Linked DNA regions of Macaca mulatta: region 1 is linked to region 2. Evidence: chromatin contacts called from public Hi-C data. All regions are on one chromosome and are shown on one strand. Each heading gives the region's core, a stretch centred on a gene start, on an enhancer-like site or on the middle of the called end of the contact. The rest is flanking DNA. Distances are from core to core; before and after follow the strand shown.

The links. Hi-C and Micro-C count contacts between places; a contact is called where the count stands out from the background.
Region 1: a Hi-C map of blood shows a contact between it and region 2, with 5 times the contacts expected there. The contact joins two enhancer-like sites. A contact is called at or near these places in 2 of 14 Hi-C or Micro-C datasets (blood and liver).

What each region holds. Positions count from the first base shown.
Region 1 is chr3:50,032,768-50,037,958 of T2T-MMU8v2.0, reverse strand. No RefSeq gene overlaps it. Among named protein-coding and RNA genes, the nearest start is that of HSPB1, 16 kb to the left of the region's middle. Within about 2 kb of position 1,793, at least 36 of the 40 cell types and tissues checked have an H3K27ac peak or open chromatin away from gene starts, as enhancers often do. A contact at or near this core is called in blood, where this site is marked.
Region 2 is chr3:49,959,634-49,964,472 of T2T-MMU8v2.0, reverse strand. It overlaps SSC4D (scavenger receptor cysteine rich family member with 4 domains), which reads right to left. Exons shown (of 11, transcript XM_028845640.2): 8 at 3,718-3,792; 9 at 3,291-3,602; 10 at 1,845-1,922; 11 at 1-226. Among named protein-coding and RNA genes, the nearest start is that of SSC4D, 19 kb to the right of the region's middle. Within about 2 kb of position 3,177, at least 34 of the 40 cell types and tissues checked have an H3K27ac peak or open chromatin away from gene starts, as enhancers often do. A contact at or near this core is called in blood, where this site is marked.

The sequences.
Region 1 (5,191 bases), core at 544-3,043, 75 kb before region 2:
TCTCCTGCCTCAGCCTCCCGAGTAGCTGGGACTACAGGCGCCCGCCGCCTCGCCCGGCTAATTTTTTGCATTTTTAGTAGAGACGGGGTTTCACAGTGTTAGCCAGGATGGTCTCGATCTCCTGACCTTGTGATCCGCCCGCCTCGGCCTCCCAAAGTGCTGGGATTACAGGCGTGAGCCACCGCGCCTGGCCTGATTTTTAATTCCTAAATCCAGCCTTGATAGTGACTTGCGCAACACGTCTCCCTCTACGCCTGAGATTATACAACTCTATAGGCAGGAGACGGGAAGGTGTTTTTATTCAATTCAAAAAACTGGGAGTTTTTATTCAATTTCTGACATCTTTCAGGACTGATGATGGCGGAGAGCCCTGGCCCTGGCTGGCCGCCGCTGTTCGATTCAAAGTTATCACCATCAGGACACGGTGGGAGGGAAGGGCATTTGAGCAGAGGACCTTGGAAGGCACACAGGAGGCTGATGGGGCTGTAACACCTGGGGCACGCGGGCAGCCGAGGTTGGACAGGCAGGGTGGGACCTAGCTGTGGAGGGCCTGGGATACCAAAGAGAGGCAGGGCTTGGCCTCAGTGTCCCCAGGACACCAGATCTGCTCCCTCCCTCACTGTTGCACCATGGCTCCCGCGTGTAAAGTGATGGAACCCGTCAGACCCAGGTCACCACCAGAAACCGCCCGGCTGTTGTGTGCATCGGGGGTCAGGAGTTTCCTCTTCTGCAATCTGGGAATAACGCAGACCTCCCAGGGCTGTTTCCAGAAGGAGAGATGTGTAGGTAAGAAAGGGTAGCAAACCAGTACGGGCCGGGACACGAGCGATCACGTCACTGTTCACATGGGGAAAAGAAGGGCAGGCGTGGGACCAAGGGCCCACCACGAGCCCAAGGCTCCGTCCTCCCAAGCACGTAACAAAGGTGCAGGCGGAAGACGGAGGAGAGAGGAGCGGGTGAAATTGGGAGATAAAGCTCCCCAGTGGATAGAAGGCCGGGTCTGCAACAAATGAAACCCTGGGGCCGCTGAGGGGGCCGATTCTGGGGCAGAGACCCAGGCCCTAGCAACAGGCCGACCATTGGCGGAGCGGGGACACGCTGGCCTGTGATTGGCTCTTACCATGCCCGAGGGGAAGGCGGCCGCCCCCGGGGCGGGGCTACAAACAAAGCCGTTGCCCCGCCCGGCCCACATCCGGGCTTCTGTGTAGTCCGGGTTCCCTGGACTCTGCGTGGTCCCAGCACGCGATCTTACGTCGAGCAACCCGGGGGACAGAGGCGAGCCAGTGCGTGCCGGGGCCAGGGCCGAACGGCTCGCCAGTGCAAAGCAGGCCCCTTGGGGAGACGGCAGGCAGCAAAAGGCTTCCTTGGCAGGGGTTCTGGGCGTTTGGGGAGGGGAGGTGCTCAGAGATAGGGCCGAGGATGGAGCTCCCAGGTGGGTTGGAGCCGTGGGTGGCTGGGCTCGAGGGCGCTGTTGCAGTCCGGGGTCTGGAAGAGGCGATCCCCGGGAAAGCCAGCTTCAGAGCCGGGAGAGGTCGGCAAGGGACCTACTGCAGGAGCCCCCAGGTGGGGGTAGGGAGGGGGCCCAGACCTGTGCCAGGAGGGATGCTGAATCCCCATCGCCTAGCTCCGGGGCCTTGCAAACCAGCAGCACTGCAGCATTTTGTAGCTCAAGGAATGGGGCAGGGGCGGCCAGACCAGCTGTGGCTGGTGCGTGATTGAGGCCCTGAGGGATGGGGCCAATGCTGTTTTGCTGTGTTTTGTACTTACTCAGTTTCATTTTGGCTGTCACCACTAGGCGAAAGAAATCGAAGCGCTAACGTACCACGGGGAGCAATGATGATTACTCATTTTGCCCCCGCCCCAGCAGCGGGAGGTGGCATTTGTTTGACTTTGGAGATTTGGACGGTATTTAGGGAGATTACATGAAAAAAAGACTCACCCCAAAATGCTTGCAGTCAGCTACAAGCTGCCCTGTCCTTTATACCTTTTAGCCTTTATTTCCTGAGTCTATCTTGTCTGCTTCTAATGTAGTCTCCTGATTTAGGGCAAGAGAATATTTTTCACTCTTGGTCTGCCCACTACCCACATTCCTTGTCCGAGGATTTACTCGGCAAACTTAGCAGGCAAAACCCCTTGTCAACTATAACACCAAAAAATACCGTCTCTTGGAAGGCAGTCTGCTTTGATAAACCTAATGGAATAAAAAATGAGTTTCCTATCTGGCTTTAAAGAACAGACAACCCAGCTGGGCGTGGTGGCTCACACCTGTAACCAACACTTTGGGAGACCGAGGCAGGAGGATCGCTTAAGCCCAGGCATTCAAGACCAGCCTGGGCAACATAGTATAGTAAGACCCAGTCTCTACAAAAAAAAAAAAAAAAATTTAAATTAGCCAGGCCAGACAGCCCAGCCAATTGGGACGCTGAGGCAGGATTCCTTTGAGTCTAGGAGGTGGAGGCTGTAGTGAGCTATGACTGCACCACTGCACTCCAGCCTGGTCAACAGAGCGAGATCCTATCTCAAAACAACAAAAAAACTGACAACCAATGAAACCTCATCTGTAAAATCTGGCTTCAGGTTAAGAGAGTAAAAAGAGGCTTTCGTGTGGCCAGGTGCGGTGGCTTATGCCTGGTAATCCCAGCTCTTCAGGAGGCCGAGGCGGGCAAATCACGAGGTCGGGAGTTCAAGACCAGCTTGGCCAAAATAGAGAAATCCTGTCTCTACTAAAAATACAAAAAAAATTAGCCAGGCGTGGTGGTGTGTGCCTGTAATCTACTTGGGAGGCTGAGGCAGGAGCATCGCGTGAACCTGGGAGGCGGAAGTTGCGGTGAGCCAGTATGGCGCCATTGCACTCCATCTCCGGGAGGCAGTGTGAGACTCTGTCTCAGAAAAAAAAAAAAAAAAAAAGACTTTCATGTATCTTATCAGCTCCTAAGAGCCAATGAGTGGTAGGGTAATTTACCCATCACAGTGGGAAGAACTAATTTAACACCAAGACTGTGATTCCCCTATTGCAGTTCCAGTATGAAGGAAGCGTCTCAGGCATGCTTCTGGTTCCTGAGTTAACTCTAGTGAATAAGATGGGCTGTGCTGTCTCCCCACCATAGGGGCAGAACAGCTGCAGACCACCAGGACCCAGCTGGCCAAGTGAGGATGTAAGTCAAAGCCAGTGCTTATTAAAGCACCTAATGCTGGCCGGGCGCGGTGGTTCAAGCCTGTAATCCCAGCACTTTGGGAGGCTGAGACGGGTGGATCACGGGGTCAGAAGATCGAGACCATCCTGGCGAACACGGTGAAACCCCGTCTCTACTAAAAAAAATACCAAAAAAAAAAAAAAACTAGCCAGGCGAGGTGACGGGCGCCTGTAGTCCCAGCTACTCGGGAGGCTGAGGCAGGAGAATGGCGTAAACCCGGGAGGCGGAGCTTGCAGTGAGCTGAGATCCGGCCACTGCACTCCAGCCTGGGAGACAGAGTGAGACTCCATCTCAAAAAAAAATAAAAATAAAAAATAAAGCACCTAATGCTGTACTTTTCCCATCCAGGGGAGGCAGGAGAGGATTGAGGAGGCAAATCCCTGAGCCCAGAAGACTCCAGTCAGAAAACAAGATGGTCCCCATGGGTAGTGGCCAGTCCCTCTGGCCTTTCAGAGCAGTGGCTTTGGCCTTGTCCACTTAGGTGACAGGCTCTGCTGCTGGTAGCTGCTTAAGAGCACAAAGTGAACCAGTGAGAAGGTTAAATGGAGGAGAAAGCAAAGTTTTTACACAAGACAAAAAAAAGTACCCCAACAAGGACAGGAAACAAGCTAAATGACATAGGCACAAACAACTGGACAAACCCAGAACGTGGGGCCTTAAGACTGGCAAGTAGCCTGGTCTCGAAGAAGCCAGTATCAGGCCCAGGCACAGTGGCTCATGCCCATTAATTCTAACACTTCAGGAGGCCAGGGTGAGAGGATCGCTTGAGGCCAGGAATTCAGGAACAACCTAGGCAGCATACCCATCTTTACAAAAAATAAAAATAGATTTATTGGAAGGCCATGTTGAAAAAAAAAAAGAAAAAAATTAGCTGGAAGTGGTGGTGCAGGCCTGTGGTCCCAGCTACTCCGGAGACTGAGTTGGGAGGACTGTTTGCGTCTATGAGTTGGAGGCTGCAGTGAGCTATGACTGTTGACTGCACTCCAACCAGGGCAACTGACACCCTGTCTCTTAAAAAAAAAAAAAAAAAAAAAAGGCAAAGAAACCTAATCTTGAAATGCAATTAATGAATTTTAATGGGAGTCTAGCTGGTGCGGGAGGGGGATTAGAAAAAGCTATCAAATGCATTCTGAGGACAATTTAGAGAAATTTGCATATGGGTTGATATTAGGGAATTATTAATTGGGTGATAACAGTATGGTGGTTATATTACAGAATGTCCTTTTTTTTTTTTTTTGAGACAGGGTCTCATTCTATCGCCCAGGTTGGAGTGCAGTGGCGCTATGTCAGCTCACTGCAACCTCTGCCTCCTGGGTTTGTGATTCTCGTGTCTCAGCCTCCTGGGTAGCTGGGACTATAGGCACGAGCCACCACACCCAGTTAATTTTTTTGGTATTTTTAGTAGAGACAGGGTTTCGCCATGTTGACTAGGCTGGTCTCGAACTCCTGACCTCAGGTGATCCACCCACCTCCCTCCCAAAATGCTGGGATTCCAGGTGTGAGCCACTGCGCCTGGCTGAGAATGTCCTCTTTGTAAGGAGAAATACGAACGTTGGGAGTAAAATGCCAACAGCGACTTACTTTCAAGGTTCCACGACACACAGAGGAATGTACCTGCCATATCAAGGAGTGGGTCTGTAGCCAATCACTGTAACGTTCTTTTCAATTTTTGTGTTTGGGATTTGAGCGCCCCAATACCACCTACCTACCTACCCTTTACATGGAATTAAATATTCTAATTCAAGATGTCTGTTTTGGGACCACCACATTTCAACTATCCATATTTAAAATCACAAGGCCGGCTGGGCGCGGTGGCTCACACCTGTAATCCCAGCACTTTGGAAGGCCGAGGCGGGTGGATCACAAGGTCAGGAGATCAAGACCATGGTGAAACCCCGTCTCTACTAAAAAAATACAAAAATTAGCCGGGCGTGGTGGCGGGCGCCTGTAGTCCCAGCTACTGAGGAGGCTGAGGCAGGAGAATGGCATGAACCCAG
Region 2 (4,839 bases), core at 1,928-4,427:
TCTTCCCCACGGCACTTGACATTGTCCAGGAGAATGGGGCCTCGGCCTGGGCCAAAGTGAGCCTCACCAGGGGCTGCGAGGGCCTGGCCACAGCCCAGCTGGCGGCACAGGACACCGGCTGCCCGCAGGTCCCAAGCGTCATCACAGACAGTGCCCCACCGTTGCCCTAGGTAGAGCTCTACACGCCCCTCACATCGGTGGGCTCCGTTGACCAGACGTAGATGCCCTGTGGGGGGACAAGGGCTGGGTTGGAAGGGGCTGGTCCATGCCGGACCACTCCCAAGCTAGGCCAGGTCGGGAGTAAAGAGAGGTCTGAGACACTCTGAGCACTGTCCTAGGAGCCACTAGGTGAAGGCAGACACATTAAATTAAAGTAAGATTGGCACTGGCTGGGCACCGTGGCTCACACCTGTAATCCCAGCACTTTGGGAAGCCGAGGTGGGCGGATCACAAGGTCAGGAGATCAAGACCATCCTGGCTAACATGGTGAAATCCCGTCTCTACTAAAAATACAAAAAAGTAGCTGGGTGTGGTGGCGGGCGCCTGTAGTCCCAGCTACGTGGGAGGCTGAGGTAGGAGAATGGTGTGAACCTGGGAGGCGGAGCTTGCAGTGAGCTGAGATCACGCTACTGCACTCCAGCCTGGGCGACAGAGCAAGACTCGGTCTCAAGAAAAAAAAAAAAAAAAAAAAAAAAATTGGCACTGGGTGCGGTGGCTCATGCCTGCAATCCCAGCACTTTGGGAGGCTGAGGAGGGAGGACTGCTTGTGCCCAGGAGCTGGACAGCAGCCTGGGCAACATAGCAAGACCCTGTCTCTGAAAACAAAACAAAACAAAGCAAAAAAAATAAAAATTAGCTGGGCGTGGTGGTGGTGGTGTGTGCCTTGTAGTCCCAGGTACTTGGGAGGCTGAAGCAGGAGGATCGCTTGAGGCCAGGAGGTCAAGGCTGCAGTAGCCATGATTGTGCCACTGAATTCCAGCCTGGATGACAGAGCAAGACTGTCTCAAACATAAATAAGATGGGGCCAGATGCAAAAGCTCATGCCTGTAATCACACCACTTTGGGAGCCCAAGGCTGGAAGATCACTTGAGGTCAGGAGTTAGAGACCAGCCTGGCCAACATGGTGAAACCCCATCTGTACTAAAAATACACACAAACAAAATTAGCTGGGTGTGGTGCCACATGCCTATAATCCCACCTAGTGGGGAGGCTGAGGCACGAGAATCGCTTGAACCTGGGAGGTGGGGGTTGTGCCATTGCACTCCTGCTTAGGTGAAAGAGCAAGACTTCATCTCAAAAAAATAATATAACAAATAAATAAGTAAGATGAGCATTAGTCCAGATCCAGAGTCTCAGGACTGGGAGAAAGCGTGCAAACATTTTTGAGTGATCCGTGACGTGTGCTGGGTGCTTTATGTCTGCTCTCTCCCTGGTCCTCTGCTCGTAATCCCAGTACCCTAGCCCCAGGCCGGTTGTTTGGAGATTGTGATTACATCCTATTGTGTCCCCTGGAGGTCATCATGGTCTCCATGGTCTCCCCCAACCCCCTGGGCTCCCAGAACTACATTCTGAATTTTTTCATTGCTCTGCTCAGGACAGGATCCTTATCCCCTCATTCTGATCTCACCTCTAGGAATCTCCAGATTTCTCTAGTTTAAAGCTCACCTCCTTCTTTCTGGATACCATATTCCCACAAGGGAGGCCTGAGACCAACCAAAAGGACAAGACTTCCAGGTCCTGGTGTTAATCTGCTGAGCTTTATAACCCAGGCTGTGACCTCCCCCAATCCATGTCCTTCAGACCCTCATGCCTCCACCCACTTTCAGGGGATTATAGGCACCTACCGTCTCTGGGCCGAGGAGTGGGCACCCGCGTGGTCTCAGAACCGTCCTGCTGGACTTGCAGTCCCAGCTCCTCTGGGCCTGGTTCAGGAAGGACAGAGATAAAGAGGTGGCTGTCACAATGGGGAGCATGTTCCTTAGGGCCAGGTTCCCTGCTCGCCCCAGGAAAGCCTGTCCTAGGGACAAAAAGGACTTCACAGGTTCCTGAAGAACTGCTCCCCTTGATCAGAAACGGGGGTTGTGTCACTGGGTGGGGGCAGTGGCTCACACCTGTAATCCCAGCACTTTAAGAGGTCAAGGTAAGGCTGGTCATGGTGGCTCACGCCTATAATCCTAGCACTTTGGGAGGCCGAGGCAGGTGGATCACCTGAGGTCAGGAGTTCGTAGAACAGCCTGGCCAACATGGTGAAACCCTGTCTCTATTAAAACTACAAAAATTAGCCAGACATGGTGGCATGCGCCTGTAGTCCCAGCTACTCGGGAGGCTGAGGCAGGAGAATCGCTTGAACCTGGGAGGTGGAGGTTGCAGTGAGCCACTGCACTTCAGCCTGGGTGACAGACTGAGACTCTGTCTCGGGAAAAAAAAAAAAAGTCAAGGTGAGAGGATCGCTTGAGACCAGGAGTTCGAGAGTAGCCTGGGCAAAACAGCGAGACCTCATCTCTATAAAAAATACAAAAATTACCCAGGTACGGCGGCATGCCCCTTGTAGTCCCAGCTACTCTGGAGGTTGAGCAGGGCAGGATTGCGTGAGCCCAGGAGTTTAAGGCTGCAGTGAACTATGATCATGCCACTGCACCCCAGTCTGGGTGACAGAGCAAGACTCTGTCTCAAAAGATTAAAAAAAAAAAAGAAGAAATAGGGGTTGTGCCTCTCCAAACCTTGGCCCCAAAGCAGAACCTTTTGTGGCCAAAACTATGGGAAGTAGGGCCTACTAGCCCTGGGGCACCAAATGAGGGCGAAGACATCAATTCCCACAACAATCAATGAATTTCACAATGTTCTGCCAAACTGCAAACACCCCTTTCCATTGATTCCGCCCAAAGGTCACACGCTAGCTCTGGTAAGGGTGATCCACTCTGCTTAATAGAGTTTTGCTGGGTCTAGGTTTAGCCGGGAGCAAACGGCCCTGCCCTTTACGGACTTGATGCCTTTCTCGAACAGGGATCGGCCTTAGCCCTGACCTTCGGACACCGCCCCTCACCGCTGCACCACGCGGCCCTCCCCAGGCCCCGCCCCATTTTCCACTGCAGCAGGCTCTCCGTTCCGGCCCCGCCCCGCCGCGCAGCCGCAGGGCGCACAGACGGCGGGGCGGCTCCCCTCTGCGGAGTGCGCATGCTCCCCGGGCGGCAGTGCCGCAGAGAGGCCTCACGCGTGGCCCCGCCCAGGCCGCGCCCGGCCCCGCCCCGCCCCTCCCACGCCGCAGTGCGCGGCCCCGCGGGAGGCCTCACCTGCGCAGAGCGCGCCCGCGTCCTCGTGGTGGCCGCAGTTGTGCTGGCCCCAGCCCAGGTGGAAGCAGTCACTCAGGCGGGCCTCGGTGCCGGCGCAGCCCACGTTGTCCAGCAGCACGGGGCCGCGGCCGTAGCCGAAGTGGCCCAGGCCCGTGGCGCCCAGCGCGGGCCCGCAGCCCGCCTCACGGCAGGCCACGCGCGCGTCCGCAAAGTCCCAGTCATCGTCGCACACGGTGCCCCAACCCCCGGCGTGCAGCACCTCCACGCGGCCGCGGCACGGGCCCGGGCCGCCCACCAGCCGCAGCCGCCCGCCTGCGGGGTGCATAGGCTCGCGGCTAGAGGGGCTGGGCTGGGGCTGCCGGCTCCCGGGCATAGCCCCAGCCCTACCCTCCCCCACCCCCCGCAGACCCCGGGCACCGCCACTTACTTTTCTTCCCCGCGGCCCAGGCGGCGGTGGTGAGCAGTGCCGTCTCCCGGGAAGGCTGGGGGCCAACTCCTGTAGCTGCGGAGACAGAGCATCTAGAGCGTTCGCAGGGATCGAGGAGGCCTTCTGTCCTGCAGCAGGGCACGGGGACGCCTACCAAGACCCCCCAACCCTACCACACCCGTACCCCCACTCAGCTGCAACCCCAGAAGTCACCGCGTTGTCTGGCGCGCGTTGGGATCTCGGGGAAACTTGGTTGAATTAACCGAAAGCTAATTCTATGTATTACCCTAACTTCAGGTCCAGGGATAGTTCATATCCTAATTTCAACTGCACTGCTAACCTTGATTCAACCTTCATCTCAATCGACCCCCTCGTAAGGTCTCTCAATTCCCAATCTCAGCATCGTCCCATTGGGGAAAAAAAAAAATGAACTTCGAGACAGGGTCTTGCTCTGTCGCCCAGGCTGGAGTGCAGTGATGCAGTCATAGCTCACTGCAGCCTAGAACTCCCGGCCTCAAGCGATCCTCCTGCCTCGGTTTTCCAAAGTGCTAGGACTGGCACAAGCCACGATGCCCAGCTAGTTTTATTTATTTATTTATTTATTTATTTATTTATTTATTTATTTATTTATTTTGATACAGAGTCTCACTATGTCGCCCAAACTGCAGTGCAGTGGTGCAATCTGGGCTCTCTGCAACCTCCGCCTGCCAGGCTCAAGCGATTCTCCTGCCTCAGCCTTCCAAGTATCTGGGATTACAGGCGCCCGGCTAATTTTTGTATTTTTATTTATTTCTTTTTAATTTTTGTATTTGTAGTAGAGATGGGATTTCACCATGTTGGCCAGGCTGGTCTCAAACTCCAACCTCAAGTGATCCACCTGCTTCAGCCTCCCAGAGTGCTGGGATTACAGGCGTGAGCCACTATGCCTGGCAATTTAAATATATATACATATATTTAGAGACAGGGTCTAGCTGCGTTGCCCAGGATGGTCTTCAGCTGACCTCAACCGATCCTCCCGCCTGTTTCCCAAAGTGCTGGGATTACAGGAGTGAGCCACCACCCACATCCCAAATTTTACTTCTGTGCTTTGAAGAAATCTCTTACTGCCTCCTCCCACCCCGC